Linked DNA regions of Drosophila melanogaster: all the other regions are linked to region 3. The links are chromatin contacts, called in public Hi-C maps. All regions are on one chromosome and are shown on one strand. The core of a region is the stretch at or near the end of the contact, and the rest is flanking DNA. Distances in the headings are between cores, read along the strand shown.

The links. Hi-C and Micro-C count contacts between places; a contact is called where the count stands out from the background.
Region 1: a Hi-C map of the Kc167 cell line shows a contact between it and region 3, with 2.1 times the contacts expected there. A contact is called at or near these places in 2 of 107 Hi-C or Micro-C datasets (the Kc167 cell line and the S2 cell line).
Region 2: a contact with region 3 is called in a Hi-C map of the Kc167 cell line, with 4 times the contacts expected there. A contact is called at or near these places in 2 of 107 Hi-C or Micro-C datasets (the Kc167 cell line and the ML-DmBG3-c2 cell line).
Region 4: a Hi-C map of the Kc167 cell line shows a contact between it and region 3, with 2.4 times the contacts expected there. A contact is called at or near these places in 2 of 107 Hi-C or Micro-C datasets (the Kc167 cell line and the S2 cell line).

What each region holds. Positions count from the first base shown.
Region 1 is chr3R:17,702,091-17,704,971 of dm6, reverse strand. It overlaps lncRNA:CR46035 (long non-coding RNA:CR46035), which reads right to left and starts at 1,277. Exons shown (of 1, transcript NR_133415.1): 1 at 1-1,277. The region is part of intron 4 of osa (osa,); the gene reads left to right.
Region 2 is chr3R:29,773,761-29,776,601 of dm6, reverse strand. It overlaps lncRNA:CR46110 (long non-coding RNA:CR46110), which reads left to right and starts at 1,551. Exons shown (of 1, transcript NR_133481.1): 1 at 1,551-2,278. The region is part of intron 1 of kay (kayak); the gene reads right to left.
Region 3 is chr3R:24,572,293-24,575,086 of dm6, reverse strand. lncRNA:CR46094 (long non-coding RNA:CR46094) reads right to left here and starts at 1,317. Exons shown (of 1, transcript NR_133443.1): 1 at 783-1,317. All of the region lies in intron 2 of REPTOR (Repressed by TOR), which reads left to right.
Region 4 is chr3R:31,594,632-31,597,497 of dm6, reverse strand. RpL6 (Ribosomal protein L6) reads left to right here and starts at 1,294. Exons shown (of 3, transcript NM_170554.2): 1 at 1,294-1,450; 2 at 1,897-1,977; 3 at 2,035-2,706. The coding sequence starts at 1,340. The coding sequence ends at 2,574. It overlaps CycG (Cyclin G), which reads left to right. Exons shown (of 6, transcript NM_001276217.2): 6 at 1-856. It overlaps CG1774, which reads right to left. Exons shown (of 2, transcript NM_143618.3): 2 at 2,779-2,866.

The sequences.
Region 1 (2,881 bases), core at 28-2,527, 6.9 Mb after region 3:
AGCCAGCCGCCAGCAGCACACAACTGCTGCATTCATTTAATGCCAGCCGAAATTGTCTGTGGTGCAGTGCACACGGTTGGGGCTTTGGGCCCAAACTCAAACCACCGGCATGCGAATGCCATTGCTATTGCTATTGCGATTGCGAGCCCAAAAGCCCCAGAGCCACATGGCACGGCCTTTCCGCAACCGGGTCCCCCCATCTTCCCCGTGCCCTGTGCCCCTTCATTATGGTGCCTTCCAACTGCCAATGAACAATTTTGCCGGTTTTTCTTCGTCCGTTGTTGCTGGGATTTTAGTGCTCCACTCATTGCTGTGCCTGCGACTCTGCTGCGTTGTCGTTGTTGTTATTGTTGGCAGCAGCAGCGGCGGCGGCGGCGGCATCATCATCGTTTTTCATTTTAACAGGCGGCGCAGCCAGTAAAAAAGGCAAAAATAAAGTCGAAATAAAAAGAACGTTCATTTCAGTTGGCGCTGATGCACAGAGAAGAATTCTTTGAAAGAAATATATGATTACTCTGGGTTTGGAATCTTAGGCCAAAGTTCAGTCTTTTGATGAGTGACTTGATCAGAAACAATAATTTAATGAAAATGGCAAGGTAATGGTTCTTTATAATATCCTATCAAAAGGCCGCCCAGCTTATGTTTCAGTGTACTGCCTCGTTTCGAACGCATACAAATTTTATACATACAGAGAGTCGTGTGATTGTGCGCTTGTTTTTCAGTTCACTCGTTTGGATACACACCACGAACGAATCGAAACGTTGCTCGAAACGAGTCGAGTTGAGTCGAGTAGGGTCGGTCGGATTGGATCGCTTTGGTCTGGTCTGGCCTGGCTCTGGCTCTGGCTATGGCTTTGGCTTTTGCTTTAGCTATTGCCCTGGCTGTGGCTGTGGCTCTGGCTCTTGCCGGTTCTGGCAGCTCTGGCTGCGACTCTGGGCCGTGTGTTTTCGGTTGGAGCCCAGTGTGCGATTAATGGGACATTTGTCTGAGCACTCAAAGTGGTTGACTGCCAACGTTGGCTGTTGTTGTTCGTTCGTTGTTCGTTTTTTCGCTTTTACTGCTGCCAGTGGCTGTTGGTCTGTTGCTCTGTTGCTGCGTCGGATTGCCAGTCAGTCTGACAGTCTGTTAGTTTGCCATATTGTAAGTGGATGAGGGCGGAAGGTGCGGGGCAAGGATTGGGGCCACCGACTGACTGCTGCTCCGCTGGCAAAAGCAGCCAACGAGCAAACGAAACGGTACGAAACAAAACGAAGCGAACCAAACCCAACCGAACCGAGCAGATCCAAAGCGACTTCTGCTGCTGGTATACGAATAAACGAATATGCGAGTATTTGTTCTCTATATACAGTCGAACTTCTATAACTCGAACTATTTATCATGAACAAAAAAAAAACCCAAGAATTCCCTAAGGACTTCAGATGGTTGATTATTGCTATAATTTTCGAAATGCTTGATTTCCATAACATTTTGGTTAAAAATATAATTTCTGATTAATTCATGATTTGGATTCAATAGAAAATAATGAGTAAAACTTATGTACTACTACTTCTTAGATCTTAATCATAATTCCAGGAATCTGTAATTATTCAGTATGATTCGATTTGTAGATCAACACAGGGAAGTTGGACTGTATGTTCATCTGCGTTTTGTGGTACTGTCTGGGTTGCCTTGTGCAATGTGCGCCATGCACACTCAACACAATTGCACAAACTTTCGATTCGCTCATAAAATTTCCAGCAAGCGCAAACAGAAATTGCATGAGCATGGATCCGAGCGGACTCGGACCCAGAATCGGATTCAGAATCAGAAACAGATCCAGACCCCAGACCCAGACGCAGATGCAGATGCAGATGGAGACGTAGACCGACCCTCTCCCACACTGGGAGGTGGAGGATGGATGTCTAATGAGCGACAGTCGGACTGGCTGTCGCTCAGCTGTGCTCTGTTCTTTATATACATATATATATATATATAGTATCTCGTTCCCTGGCTCTGAGGTTAAACCCCTCCGATCCGGCGAACAAGCTGTGCATAATGAAAACCAACCATTGCACTTGAGGGGGTGGAGATTGCGAGAATGGAGACGACGGCGGGTACTGGGACTGAGACTGAGACTATGCGGGATGTGGTGGTGAACTATTTTTTTGTTTGTTTCGCATTCTCATTGCTTCAGTTTTTGAGGTTTTCACCCTTTGCAGTGGGGCATTATAATTTGTGCTACTTGAGTGGTATTCTTAGCAAAAGGTTTAGTTGCTTTAAAATACTAATACTTTTAACTAGATAAATAGTTATAGCTAGTTAAACACTCTTACAACGGTGCTTATTAGGAATATTGCTTTCCTGCAATTTTTAATGGAACTGTTTTTTTTTTAATCTATGACGATAGAGCGTAATCTTTACAACGCATCATCCTACTAGCTTGAAACTTACTAATTGGAATGGCAAAACCTTTCAGCTAGGGTATTTCAGAATGCGGGTTGCATGCGTTGGCCTGGCCCTTCCCTCTTGTTTTCATTTTTATGATATCCCCGAGTTTATTACTTTTTCTCTCCGAGAATGGCTGTGTTTATAAATTCCCGGCTGCCCCTCTCCTTTCCGCCGGTTTCGTGTGTGCCGCTCCTTTGTGCATTTAATTCTCTTATTTTTTATCTCTTCGCTGGCCGCATAACAAGCACATGTATGCCAGTCCTTGTTTTTGGTTTCCTTTTTATTTTTTGCAACGCTCGCTTGCCACATTCACTGCTAAAGGTTTTAAGGTGATAAGCCACAAAGGTCCCACCAGAGGCACCAGTACCGCCGGTAGTACCAGCGGTTCCATCGGCAGCAGCTGACAGCCAGACATAAACATACCTACCTACCCATCCAGCCAACAACTAACATG
Region 2 (2,841 bases), core at 302-2,801, 5.2 Mb before region 3:
ACCCACAAATTAATCAAAGAAATCGCTTTTGGGTAACAAGTGCATTCTGCTATCTACACAATCTATTTATATGGATTTTAATCTATGAACGTGCGTGAAGCAACGCGGTTGAATTTTCGAAATCCCCGGAAATTTTCCTGGAACAATCGAAAGCCATAATAATAAAAGCAAATAAGATATAAGAAATGAGAAAACGAGTGCGAGGACAGCAAAGGCGAAATGTCGTAAAAGATTCGCCATAAAAAACGTAGGAACCGAAGACGAAATTACAACAAGACAAGAACAACAATAATTAATTGTTTATTTTGTTGTGTTTTGTTGTGATGTGTGTGCATTTATTTATTTATTTGCTGGCTAAGTGAGCACGCTGATGTCGATGGCAACAAAGGCGGCGGCCGAAGCATTGGCAATTTTATATTTATTTATTTTTAGTTGATGCGCACATTAAATTGGCAATTTCTGCTGGATATCCGATCGTGATTATAAAGCGCTAAAAAAAACGAATCTGCGGTTCTGTTCTGTACAGTTGGTGTCGCAACGAAAGGGCTTTTTTTTTAAATCAATACTAAAACGAATCAAATATAAATGTAGGCAATTATTATTGGCAGAAAGTGGTTGTGATCACCTAATAACACAATCTCTAGGATTAATCCTATCCTATACCTATAGTGATCTCATGTGATCTCCAGCTTGTGTTTTGCAATTAATTAAACCCTATTCTCTTGACCCCGAGTGTGCAAACATAAAAATCCGTAAAAAGGTTATCTCCGAGGAGAGTTCGCTGCTCGTTAGCCGATTTGCTCGTGACTTTTAATGCGTTTGCTTTTAATGCATGGAATATTTATGTAGCACGCTGCATGTTTTATGCAGCGCAATGCGAAAAAGGCAATTTGAGTTGTTCAAGTGCACAGCACCATATTCAGTATACATATAATCGCAAAATACAACCCCAAGCCCACCATCCCGATCGCCATATCCCCATCCTATCACCATACCCAACATTGCATCTCAAACATTTCGACGCGTGAGTCGCTTGACATTCTAAGTGGAATACCAGCGAGATTCGAGGGGGGATTCGAGGTATTCGGGGGGGGAAGAACGGGGGTGAGCCGCAGCATCTGAGTGCCACTTGACCTTGGCATTGGATTTAATTCTATGGCAAAATCAACTGCAGCATAATTTCGAATGTCAGCCGAATGGGAAATCGGGGTGGAAAGATATATATGTACATATATATATTTCGCTTGTCAAGTCTGGTATTAGCCGGGGGATTTGCGTGCCGAACAGAAGACAAGTCTATTTTCGCATTCAAGATTTCCCTTTGAATTCTAAAGGCAGCCGAAAGTGGCAGTCATTATTGCTAATAAAATAAAAAATATATATGTCCACCTAAGGATATAGACAGTTAGCATAGACATTTAAAAACATATCTTTGAAAATCAATAAGCTTCGTCAAAGTTAAATTTAAAATCACACCAAAATGCGGCAAATACAAATTTCAGATAGATATGCTATCCAGTATTTCATAGCTTGCCGCAGTCCCAAGTGGAATCCAATTAGAAACGGAAGCGAAAGCCTTGACCTCCGAGCGGTTTCTTGGCTTATTGGCCACAGTGCAGCAATATGAAATTGGCGATGCACGTGTTGCGAACGAGAATCAAGCAGCAATAAAGACCGCACCTACGCCACAAAAAAAGAAACAGATGCAGGGTGCAAATATCTGACAGATACAAGATACACAGGGGATGGCGATGGATGGTGAGGGGAATGTCCGAAAACCAAACGAAATAGAAACAGAGAGATAGTGGAACAATAGAAAAACAAATGCAAAGAGGGCAACCTTGGCTGCGACTACGAATCAAGTGCAACGAGGGAATGCACAATAAGCCACTCACTCGCACTCGTCGCGCTCTCCCACTCACGTCTGCCTCTCTCGCATGCGATAAAAGTATCTGTGTGAGCTGCTCGCGCTCTCTGGCTCTCTCTCTCTCTCTCTCTCTCTGCCATTTAACTGCCTTGTGCGCGTGAGAGAGCGGCACAGTGACAGCGCGAAACAACAACAAAAGTGTAAATTGAAATTCCAAAGATGTCGACAAAGTAAATACGAAATAAAAACCAAAACGAGACAGCGGCAACAATAACAATGGAAAGCTACAACAAAATGCGCACCACACAATTCGGCGAATAATCATAATAAAAAAAAAGGCAGACGAGTATACAAGGCAACAACAAAAAACAAAAAGTTCAATATATTTTTTAAACAAGTTTCCAGACCCGTATGTGTGCCGTTTTCTATATGTTTTCGCCTCACAGACAAAGTCAGCCTTAGCATTCAGACGCTTTCTGTGAGATATGTTGAGATTCATATCCAAAACCGGGGGGAGTACGGAATTATTGCGTTCTATGCAGTACCAGTTTGTACCGCCCGACCGTACCTATCCTCTTCTATCCCACTTCCTCTTTATTAATCCGAGTGAATAGCAATAAAACCAGATGGCAACGAAGCGCGAATACCCTTTCAGTGTGCGAATTCATAAGTGAATAATCATCTTATTTTCTAGATTCAACTATCTGCAAGGGAATTTCAAGGCAACCATTCGCTATTGGTAGCACAATAATTTTGGGCTTATTGGTCAAGTTTCTTTAGATTCTTTTAGCATATGACCGAGCTACCAAGGTGCATGTGACCTATAAGAAAGTAACAGTTGTAAAGTCAACCCGTTCTCCGACTGATAATACTCCCGCGTATGTAGGGTACACAAATAGAGTATCGCACTTACGATAAGATTGCGCGTCGGTGTTGCTATTTTCGTTGTCGCCGTCGATATCGCAGCGCTTAGA
Region 3 (2,794 bases), core at 68-2,567:
ACTTTACGCCCACTGTCCTTGACAGTCTGCGGTTGGCATTTTTGTTGTGCTTCTGCTTATTCATAACAAAAACAACATCGATTCGCGAGAAAGCCTTTCGCCGGGAAGCTTAGCGAAAGGCTTAAACCAAAGCTCTGGGCGTTGTCACATGGCCTTGTGGAAAAAGGGATACGCGGCCCAAAATCTAATTAATTAATAAGGGATTATTTATGCCTTGGCGTGCTTCCGAATTGGTCAAAATTCACAGCGAACGGAAAACTCGCGCCTATGCATAAATAAGATTGTGGATTGTGTGGGGAAACGACCATTGAAATCGCCGACGAAGGACAACGCCCACGAAAAAAAAGGAAGAAAAAAAGCTATTCAAGGTCTTCGAAGCTTTGCACTGCCTTGAACTTTGGCGCAGGAAAAGCGAAAGTGAAAGTGTGGAGCTTCGATCCCATGGAACCCGAATCGTAAAGCCCACGCATCCCTAAAGTACATATGTACATATACAAATGCATACATAGCTATGTATGTATCTAATCCCACTTTGTTACGTAGGCGGCGTCGGGTATCGGGAATATATATTGTAAATACTCAAATGCCGGCGCCCACGTCCTTGAAAATCATTCTACATGCCTCCTTGAACAGGGATAAATACAGTCGAGGTCACAAATATAACGATATGAAAATGAAAACGATATGAAAATGATATAAAACGATTTTCTATGTAAAGCTTACTTAAACGGACAATTTTATATTGAACAATTATAAATGAAATTTTGGAAATAACAAGATTTCAATTAAAAGGTTTATTTCAAAAATACTAACTAATTAACTGTACATAAATTACAATTTCTTTCTTTTGTATAAGAACTATTTTTATCTATATCCTAAATCCCTGCACTTCCGGTGCTATTATTTTCACCGCAGCTGTATATATGTACGTATAAACAATTTGTGCTTTTGTCGTGGCGGTTGAGGGTGTTAAACAGAGCGTGGGATCGGGCTGTTATCCTTGCTGCTCCCTACGTATCCTTGGCGTTCCCTCTGCAAGTTGGGTCGCAATTTCGTATTCAAGGACATGGTCGTGATTTTCTGCCACAGCAGCTACTGTATAAATAACAAATATACACATGTAACTCCGTGCGTCAGTTGGTTATTTTCCTCTCCTGTCCAGAATTTCCATTATGTGTCGCTAAAATTTAATTTAATCGAATTTGCAGACCCTTCATGTTGCCTGGTATCTTTAAGGTAATAAATTTCAGTGGGTCCTTGGAAGTTACAAAAATAAATGCAGTTTGAAGTTGGTTTATCTATGAAGAATTCTTGAATATATTAAATGTACATAAATGACATACATCACACATACATACATCATACAAGGCTATGATTGACAGTTCTGATTAATTCCGAAATGGGAATTCAGGGAAATCAGTGAATTCCTAGTATGCTTTTATCACCAGTTGAAATATAAACAAATAACGATTTTATCAGAATTCAATATAATATAAACAAAAACCCAACCTGATAAAAGCCGAGTAAAATATATCCGCTGAAGTTTCAGTTTTCCACGTTCATAATGCCAACTAAGCTGTATCGCATTACTCTTTAATGGGGCATAATTTCATCAGCTGAAAATATCCGAGAAGTTCACAGGAAACTCAGACAAATCGATCGCAGAAATGAGATACAAAAGTATCTAAAAGAATCCAAGTGATAGGCGGTGGATTCAGAAGTTGAATTGATACTGCTGTTTTTGCGATCTCTTGATTCGTTTTGTTATAAACAAACTAATAAAGATCGTGTGCAAAAAAAAGTGCAACGTCAGCGAGGAAAAACGCGCGCATTCTGCTTCTTTTATTGCTTGCAATTTTACTTAATTCTGCAATGGCAAAATACTTATAGTATTTTGTATTTTTCGATTGTTGTAAACAAGTTTATTTTTACACTGGCGAAAAATAAAATCAAATCGAAATCAAAGCGCCAGACAATTTCATAACAAAAATTTGCATAAAAAAGACCGAACGAGAACAACAACAACGGCGGCGAATGTGCAAGAAAAGGGAAAACAAGCTGAAGTAAACAACGAAAGTGACGTCAAAATAGAGGGTGATAGGAAGAGGAAACAAGAGAGGTAAGGGAAGAAGGAGAGAGTGGCGGAAAAGCTTTGTAAATGAATTTATTTAATAATCAAATGCAAAAAGCAGAAGAATAATAAAAACCAAAACAACAGACTGTACTCGAGCTTTTTGTTCCGCCTCTCTTATTCCCCTCTTCTTGCTCTCTCTCCAAAATGGAAAAGACGAAGTGAAAGAAGCAACAGACATTCGTTAGGTGTGTGAGTGGGAGAGATGGTGGGGCATGCGCTCTCATAAGCTGCGCTACTCACACCGAAAAAAATATTTAATACCAATGTGTAATTTTATTAAATGAAAACAAAAACTATCTTGGTTTTGCATACCACTTAAAAAAATATTCTTTTAATTTAATGTAGGGACCGGTTTTTTTCCGTGTTCTCTCTTCCAGCTGTACAATCAAAACAAAAGCGATTGGAGAGCTTTTGGCGCTCTGCTTTTTGGCTTTGTCGCCGAGCTTTGCACACTTTTTATCAATCGGTCAAGAACGTTTGACGAGCGCAGACCAACAAAAATAATCCAACAAAACGTTAAAGAGACTCCAGAATACAAAACCAGTGTATTGGGCAGCACATAAAAGCACACATGCACACAAAAAGTGTTATAATCAAAATAAAAGAGAGAAGGAAAACAATTAACGCGTACCGAGAAGATTGAAATAAATCAGAAAACCG
Region 4 (2,866 bases), core at 45-2,544, 7.0 Mb before region 3:
GCGAAATGTGAGTACACCAGCACCAGCACCATTTCCATAACCCCGACTTCCGATCGAGTGTAAATAAGCCCGGCGACTTTGCTGTAAATATTCAAGTTCTCTCAACTAACAATTGTGCAATAGATTCCCTATACTTCAGTAACCTTCTGAACCACAGCCTGAAGATCAGTTCTGTGAAAGCTGTGAGTGAGAAAGCAGAATCCGAATACATTGTTAACACAGTCGAAATGCGAAACAAATAATTATATTTAAGCGACGGAGATCATCATGTGTTCGTTTAAGCTTAGTCCACTATAAATAACAGCCAATTGACGATTAGGCGATTAAGAGAAAGGTGAAAGCGGTGAAAATATGTCTAGCACTAAGTTTTTCTACCATCGACTGCCACGGGCTGAGATTTCATAATTTTAACAACTAGCAAATTTTACATTGTATTTAGCGCGGAGTTAGTTAAATATTTGCAAGTATCAACATCAAAAACATGAATGAAAATCTCAATTATTGTATATTTAGTTTTTATTTGACGACTACTTTTATTCATGATAACAATGATGGTGGGCAATTGCCCATCGTCAAGTTTTGAGCTTATATTCGGTTGAGGTTTACACTTTAGGATTAGTTACCACACGAAATGAATTCATACTGTACATTACGAACCACTCATTTTATTTATTTTAAATTACATCCTGTAACTAACAATTAGACTCTACTTTAGGCGTCCACCAGAATCATTATAAGCAAATGGATCATTGTGTAAAGAAATGTGGAACAAGTTGTTTGAAAACAGCTGAAGCTCGTGATTTAAATCATTATACACATTACAACAAATAAATGGAAAAAAGTATTATTAAATGGTAAATGAAAAGGCGTGTCTTCAATTTATTTTATCTTTAAGCTGACATATTTCGGATTATTTATCTTTCTGACTGTTTAATTTTTTAAATTGGTCATTCAATAAATCGACCGTTAAGCTTATCGATTTTTATTGCAATAGATTTAAAACGTTGCGATACTTTTTATATTGCGACTGTGTGCATTTTTTTTATCGATAGCAGACCCGATTACACAAATAATGCTATAAACATGAGTTCTAATGTTAATTAAAATCCACTGTTATAGGAACTGAAACTATATTTGTAACTTTCAGCTCTTGAGTAGAAATAATCAATGCTGGGGAAATTATGTTTTAATTTGGGGTATATAGATGGTATGTTTACAAACTGAATTGGTATTTCTTCGGTAACCGGGTGGTATTTTTGTATCGACCGCCCTGGTCACACCGCTCTAGACATAACCTTCCTTTTCCAATAATTTTTGTGCTGTGTACACGTGTTTCACAATGGCACCCATCGAGAAAGCTAAAAAGGTGGCCAAGTCGGCCAAAAAGGGCAAGAAGCACCCCGTCAACTCCTACCTGAAGGGCGGTATCCTGCGTTACTCCAAGGCCCAGGTAAATATCGCCGGAAACAGTGGGGAAATGGCCTCTGGCCCGAGTGACGCCTCCGCCCGATGAGAAGGCGCAGCAGCGTGGCTTACTTGTGGTTCTCCGATTCCAAGGGATCCGATACTTGCTCATCTATCCGCGGGATGGACCACACACCATCCACCCACTTTGAGTTAGTTTTACTTGAAAACTCAGTATTCGTCAGTGCGGTTCCTGAATCCAAATGCATTTATTTTAATTCCCGTGTGTTCAAGTGGCTATGAGTACAAACCATGCATACTTTGCCTAAATTGTTTACTCTTCTCACAAATAAGTTCAATAATCCTCAATGCCCTTGCTTGTGACTGTGCAACAAGTGGAGCGTATTAGTGATACACGTAAACAAAATAACCCCCTAGTTCAAAGGCTTGTGGATCAAGGATCAAGCTAACCACTTTTCCAACCTATTTCAGATGTACAAGCGTCGTGCTCTGTACCGCCTGAAGGACAAGAAGAGCCCCGTCGTGGAGAAGGCCAAGGTGCCCATCAAGAAGGTGAAGAAGATCGGAGGACCCAAGAACGGCGGTGAGCGCACGGTCTTCCTGAAGAAGAGCAAGGCCTCCTACCCGACCAAGACGTTCGTGAAGAAGCGCCCCTCCAAGGCAAACTTCAGCGAGCACAAACGCAACACGCGCCGCAACCTGACCCCCGGAACCGTGCTCATCCTGCTGGCCGGACGCCACCAGGGCAAGCGCGTCGTCCTGTTGAAGGTCTTGGCCTCCGGACTCCTGCTGGTCACCGGACCCTTCGCCCTCAACTCGTGCCCGCTGCGTCGCGTGTCCCAGCGCTACGTGATCGGCACCTCCTCGAAGGTGGATCTCGGTGCCTTCAAGGTGCCCGAGCACCTGAACGACGCCTACTTCCGCCGTCTGAAGGCTAAGAAGGACAAGAAGACCGGCGAGGCCGACATCTTCGCGGCCAAGAAGGAGCGCTTCGTGCCCAACGAGCAGCGCAAGAAGGACCAGAAGGAGGTGGACGCCGCCCTGCTGAAGGTCATCAAGGCCCATCCCGAGGGCAAGTTCTTCGCCAAGTACTTGCAGAACATGTTTGCCCTGCACTCCTCCCAATACCCCCACCGCATGCGATTCTAAGCGAGGGGATGGATTTGGTTCTTCAGTTTAAGGATTTCTAAAGCAAAAACACTGTACAAGCGCGCCCGCTGGTTAGACTAACAGGATTTGTAAAATAAACCTTACAAAACGGAAAGTTTTGGCCTTTTCATCAAAGAACCCCAGCTGTGACGATTAGTTCATTTTCTAAAATCCAATAATTGCACACAAGCATCAATTTAAATTCCTTTCTACAATTTTATTTCATTGATATATCCTATAAATTATAAAATAACAGCTATAAAGTTAAAATTCCATCAGATTAACATATTTG